Linked DNA regions of Rattus norvegicus: region 2 is linked to region 1. The links are chromatin contacts, called in public Hi-C maps. All regions are on one chromosome and are shown on one strand. Each heading gives the region's core, a stretch centred on a gene start, on an enhancer-like site or on the middle of the called end of the contact. The rest is flanking DNA. Distances are from core to core; before and after follow the strand shown.

Region 1 (3,247 bases), core at 342-2,841:
CTGGAAGAGACTGGCTTACTAAATGGTAGAGAAACACAAATACCAAAAGGTGGGAGTCATTGAAGACCATTGTAGTGGCTACTAACACATTACTGCTTGTGAAATGTCCCTTACAGGCTCCTGTATTTGCCACTTGGTTGCTAACTGAATGACTTTTAGGAAGTGATTGACTATAACAAGTGGATTATATGTCCTTTGATGGACTCATGTTGGGATTGGCATCATTAGGAGTTGCTGGTGAAAAATAAAAACCGGGATATAATTGGAGGAAGTAAGTCACCGGAGGAGGCTTTTGTTAGAGGCTGTACCTTGTCCCCTTCTACATTTCCTGGGCACCATGACTCATTATATACCCCTCCCCCATAATCTTCTGGCAAGCACACAGTGCTCAGCAGCTGGTGAACCCTTGAACCATGATCCAAAATAAATCTTTCTTCTCAAGTTATATGTCAGGTACTTTGACAGAGCGGTGAAAAATCTGATCAACAGAAATGACACAAGTGTAAAGAGACTTTTTTGGGAGAAGACCGGTGTATTTGATTTTCACTTGCAGTGAGAAGGCAGAGAAGGCTGCTGTCACCCAGGACTGGGAGCAGCAAAGTTCCTGGTCCAGAATGAAGCAGAGAGAGGAGTTAGATGGAAATAGAGCTGGCCAAGCAACAGAAGTTGTCGTGACTTTGCCCATGGCACCCTGTGGTGCCACGAGGCAGCTTATGAGAAGGAAGGAAGGAAGGAAGGAAGGAAGGAAGGAAGGAAAGAAGGACAGAAAGGCATTTTGCTGCAGCTCAAAAAAATTCTGTCTGAAATTATGTTAGAATTGCACATGCACAAAATTCAAGAGCTAAACAAAATGAGAAAATGGGTGTGAATTAAATAACCTTTTATTACCTCCTCCCTTCACAGAGTGAAAATTGCAGTGTTGTAAAAAGGTAGTGCTGTTGCTTTGCTATGTCTTAAGACACCCAGGAGGGAAAATCAGCTACTTCCTGCTCTGTAGGATATAGCCCTATAACTCAGGGCTATGGCATTTGTTTCGATGTTGGAGAAATGGCCATAAAAATTTGATGGAGGCAGAGCAACTTCTGTGGTAGAGGTCTGAAGCAGGGACTGGAAAAACAAAGTAGAATGATCAAACTGTGCACAGTGATACTTAACTGGTTACATGCTAACATATTTAGTTGTAAGCATTTAGCTGTTGAAATATTTTATTACTATGATTCCTCTATGTCTGTATTATTAAACCAAACGATGACTTTTGAATTGAACCCTCGATGGCCCTCACACATTTCCAGTGGGGTTATGTGGAGCCATTGTGATTTGGTTGTTATTCACAGTGAAGTGCCTACCTCAGGTGCATATGCCATAGGTTCATGTGTTGGTTAAACAAGGCATAAAGGACTATTTCGTTCTTCTATTTTATAGAAGGTAAGATTCCTCCCATTTCCAGGGGTTATAAGGAAAGCTGAATAAATGCAATTACACAGAAGGAAATTAAATAAACACATGGTTAGTGGGGTGGTTTGGATGAGATATGACTCATATTCCAGGCATCTGAATATGTGATTCCCCAGTTAGTGACTTTGTCTTGGTAGGCTTCGGAAGGGTGACCTTACCGGAGGAGGTACGTTATTGCGGGCAGGCTTGAGTTTCCATGAGCCATATACGGTTTCTAGTGTGCTCTTTCTGCTTCCTGTTTGAGACTCACAGTGTGGATTCTGAGCGGCTCCAGCCTTCTGCTGCTGTTCTTTCTTGATCAGAAGCTCTGCGGCTGTAAGCTCAAAGTAAATCCTTCTCTATGTTGCTGTAGCCATGGCATGTATCAAACCTACAATCCTCTAATAATGCCTCAGCAATTATTGATAATAGAGCCTATTGGAGAAAATCAACGAGCTATTGAAAGTGTCAGTAAAAGTGGTAGACACCTACCAGAGTGGACGGATACGAAGGATACTCACCACAAGTATGAAAGATGACCCAGAAGCTGTCACTGAAGATTCTGGAGACATGGAAAATTCTGGAGGTCGCTCAATGGTAGAGCACTTGCCTAGCATGTGTGAAGTGTTGGGTTCAGTCCTCACCAGCAGGCCAACCGACCAACCAACAGCCCACAAGCGAAGCAAGTTCAAAGGGAACATACCAGGGACAACTCTCTCCATACCAGTGGTTCTCAACCGTCCCAGTGCTGTGAGCCTTTAATACAGCTCTCATGTTGCAGTGACCCTCACTATAAAATCACTTTTATCTCTACTTAATAGCTGTAACTTTGCCACTGTTCTGAATCATAAGGTAAATACCCGATTCGCAGGGTACCTGATGTGAGACCTCTGTGAAAGGGTTGTTTCGGGGATCACACAGGTTGAGAACCGCTGCTCTATACAGATCCGAGTAAGAAGACACGGAAGACTGAGCGGGGAAGCGCACAAACTACCTCACTCTAGTTTGCGTGGTTTATATGAGTAGCCTACAGTGTGAGAGCAGCTGTCTGTTGCACAGGCCTATTGCATTTCCTTTATGTGTACACCTGTCAGTGGGATTGTTGGCTCATATAGCGGTTCTCTCAATTCTCCTGAAGGAGCGAGAGCACCGTCTTCCATAATGGCTGTGCTAATTTATATTCGTAGGGTTCTCTTTGGTAATTGTTTTTCTGTCTTCTTGATAAGAGCCATTCTTCCCGGAGTTAACAGTTATGTTAACTTGTTGTGGAGGGCAGTGAGACATGTTGAGTGTATTAATATATCCAAGTAAGGGACTAACATAGAATTCATATAAATGCATGTACCAAATGCATGTCACGTTTTACTTTTGAAATTCTACTGTCGTCGTTTAGGTAGAGCTAATACGGGAAAACAGGTGATGGGTACGGAGGTCTTGTTTTTTTATCTTTATCATTTTCTCTGAATCTATGATCTCTTGAGGGGGAAAAAGTATATAAAGACAAGACCTTCAGGTTGGTGATCTGTGTGGCTCTGATGTTTGGGGTCTTGCCTAATATGCACAAGCCCTGGGTTTAAACATAAAGCACCACATAAAACTGGCCATAGGGGTTATATGCCTGTAATTGTAGCATTTGGGAAGTGCTGCCAAGCTTCTCCTTCTCCCTTGGGCTAGTCCGGCCCCTTGCACAGTGAGCTGGAATGGGGGGAGAAAAGCTTAGCCAGGCGGGCGGGCACAGACAGGATCTGTCAGCCATGAGTGCATAGTGAAGAACACACACACCGAGAAGCAGCTTTGGAGAACTGGTTCAGCT
Region 2 (3,247 bases), core at 259-2,758, 310 kb before region 1:
CTGCTTCTTCTTTCTTCTCCTCCTCCCTTCTGCTCCTTCTTCCTTCGTTTTCTTCCTCCTCTTCTCCTTCCCCTCCTTCTCCTCCTTCCCCTCCTCCTTCTCCTCTTTCCCCTCCTCTTCTTCTTCCTCCTTCCATGTGGGTGCCAGGGAGTTTGAACTCAGGTTCTTATGCTTGCATTGCAAGTACTGTACTGAGCCATCTCCCCAGCCTCAGAGATGAGACTTCTGGGGAGAGACAATGTCATGAGGGCGCTGCCTGTGTCTACAGATTCATCTATTAATGGATTTATGGATTTATAATTTTCTGGCATTATTTGGAATAGGTAGGGGGTATAAGTGGAGGAAGTGGACCAGGGGGATATGCCTTTGGAAGCAATCAATGTCTTGTCCCCAACTCTTCTTCTTATCTACTCCTGACCAGGGGCAGCGGGTAGTGACAAAAACTAGTAACACGGGACTCTGTGTGTGGAGGCCCTGTAGTTGGAAGGAGTTAAAACATTTAATGAGAACGCACTGGAGGGCAAGTCTGGTGCCAGAAGCCTCAGTAATTCTAGCTCGACAGAGTACATTTCCGTCACTACAGTTGGGAGGGAAGCACGGGAGAGGGCATGTATAGAGGAGCTGCAGGAGTGGGAGTGGGGACGAATTTGATCAAGATACATTGTATTTACGTATGACATTTTCAAGTAATAATCCTTTCAAAGAAAGAAAAAAGTTGCTGCAGTTTATAAAGGTCATAGTTGGATCTTTGGAGAGAGCTGGGAATCTACTGTGGGGCAGTGGGTGCCTTCCTCAGCCTCCTGCCTCTAGGCTCCCTCCATGTTCTTAACTGGCCCAAAGCACTTACTCAAATGACCCGGACACTGTAGCTAGTAATACTGGGCTAGCACTGTAGCTAGTAATACTGGGCTAGCACTGTAGCTAGTAATCCTGGGCTAGCACTGCACTTCTATTATCTTGCTGGCTTTCAGAACGAAGGCATAATTAAGAGGGATGTTGGGGAACATTCACACTGCACCCCTAGAGGTGAAATTATTGGACCCAGGCAACGTTTCCTGGCCATTACTCGGCGAGCAGCTCTGTCCCACTATGCCCTTGCCAGCCTCTGCCTTGTCTTAGACTTAAAAGCAGTGACTCTAGGCTGAGCTCTCTTGAGCCCACATCCATTTTCTCTTTTGAAAGCTTATTTTCTTGGGTCTTCTTCTTTCTTCAAAATAATGGAAAGTCTAACACAGAAACGTTGGGAGGCACCCAGAGTCCCAGCATTCATGCAGTCTGGTGTCTTCACTTTCTCTGTCAACGGTGCTCACCAGTCTTCTTGCACTGTTAGTGACTCTGCTTTGGGGAGTGATGGGAAATATAGATTTTTCACCTTTTGCTAATAGTCTCTGGTCTCCTGAATTCAATTTTCTCAAGCACTGGCATTGATTTTACAGTAACGCCTGTGGGATTTCTTCTGGCAGGCCTCATCTCTCTGACTCAGCCACCACCTTCGCACAGCTCTGAAAGTGTTGGCTGGGACTGAGCCTACTTCTTTGGCCTGGGTTTCTGCAGTTGCAAAGGGACCTGTCAACACAGACAGACACTTGACTCTTTCACCTACATGGTCCTTGTAAATGTTGTCTAGAGATAGTCTCGCCTTTTTCCAGTTCCCAGAATCGTATGACTATTAGAATTTTAAAAGGCCTAAGAGACACCCAGGCAGCCAGCAGTGATTACAGTGCAGGGCTATTCCAGCTCAGAGGCATCTGGGATATCTGAGCGACACATGAATCATTCTGACTCAGCCTCTGTTCAGACCTCCCTATTCCAAGGTTGGTACTCTCAGAAGCACACATCCTCTGCAGATGCAACTTGGCAAGCCTGGGATGAGGGTGTCACTTCCTAACTTAATACTTCCTAACTCAGATTGCATCCTACACCCCACATCCGCCCATCCTTCCAGTCACCATGTCAACAGATAGTGTGCGATCTCTGTTGCAGCAGAATGAACCAGGCAAAAATCTAGGAAGCACTTGGGGAATAGCAACGTGCTGTGTCGTCCTCCTTAAGAACTGTGAGTTACATTCTGATGTTACCAAGGTGGACTTTCACTGGTTTCATGCCAAAGAACAGACACCAATTTCACTTAGACATGTTAAACTTTGGGTCCCTTCTTCAAGTAGCATGGTGTTACAAATCACACCTAGACACAGAGCACAGAGAACTAGACCCCATCAGGAACACCCAGAGGGACTTTGCTTTAGCTTCTCGTCCTGCGTGAACATACCACCCCTGCATCACACTCTCCCCTCCAAGATGAACTGTACCCTCAAAATTCAAGGGAAATAAACTCCTCGACCCTTAAGCTGCTTTCGCTGTACATTCATCTGCATGCAGGATGGGCACTTGATTGCGTGGATTTTATTACTTTCTCCAAAGGACAATCAGAAAACTCTCCTATGACCTACCACAGAGAACAGGGGTGGCGCCTTCACTGCCTTTGCAATTTTCTAAAATGGTAAAGCACTACATTTTGGGACAGCATGTGTGGTGGTTTCAATATGCTTGGCCCATGGGAATTAGCACTATTAGGAGGTGTGGCCTTGTTGGAGGGGGTGTGTCACTGTGGGGATGGACTTTGAGGTCTCCATCCAGTGTGGAATTCCAGTCTTCTCCTGATCAAGATATCTAACCCTCGGCTCCTTCTCCAGCATCACGTCTGTCTGGAAGCCAGGCTTCCCACTATGACAATAAAGGACTAAACTTCTGAAACTGTAAATGTTGTCCTTTATAAGAGTTGCCTCGGTCATGGGGTCTCTTCACAGCCATGAAACCCTAAGATAAAAATTTATACATTGGATGCTTCCATTCACGTAAACTGTCCATGATGGGTAAATCTGTAAAGACGGAATGCAGACTCCCAGTTCCCGGGTGCCAAGAGTGGGAAGTGGAGCAAGCTTTAATCTTAACACTGGGAGGCAAAGGCGGGACAATCAGAGACTTCAAGGCTAGGCTGAGTCCGTAGTGAGACCCTTTCAGAAAGAAAGATACAGACAGGGAGGGAGGGAGAGGGAAGCAGCATTGTTTAATGATAATGGAGTTCAAAATCTATGCGTAAAAACATCTTGGTAGATATGGTAACTACAGCACGTCAAATAAACCAGCTGCCACTGAATTACTCACTTTGAGTAGTCACTGCTTTGAGATGGTTGGTTTTAATCACGCCGTAGTTTTTGGTTTAGAAGAGTTACGTTTAGGTTGTGTG

What was found. A called contact is a pair of places that touch in the nucleus more often than the background predicts.
Region 2: a contact with region 1 is called in a Hi-C map of Schwann cells, with 5 times the contacts expected there. The contact joins two enhancer-like sites. A contact is called at or near these places in 3 of 12 Hi-C or Micro-C datasets (Schwann cells, liver and psoas muscle).

Annotation. Positions count from the first base shown.
Region 1 is chr4:128,194,110-128,197,356 of GRCr8, reverse strand. All of the region lies in intron 1 of Magi1 (membrane associated guanylate kinase, WW and PDZ domain containing 1), which reads left to right. Among named protein-coding and RNA genes, the nearest start is that of Magi1, 170 kb to the left of the region's middle. Within about 2 kb of position 1,591, at least 2 of the 93 cell types and tissues checked have an H3K27ac peak or open chromatin away from gene starts, as enhancers often do.
Region 2 is chr4:128,499,037-128,502,283 of GRCr8, reverse strand. No RefSeq gene overlaps it. Among named protein-coding and RNA genes, the nearest start is that of Slc25a26, 93 kb to the left of the region's middle. Within about 2 kb of position 1,508, at least 23 of the 93 cell types and tissues checked have an H3K27ac peak or open chromatin away from gene starts, as enhancers often do.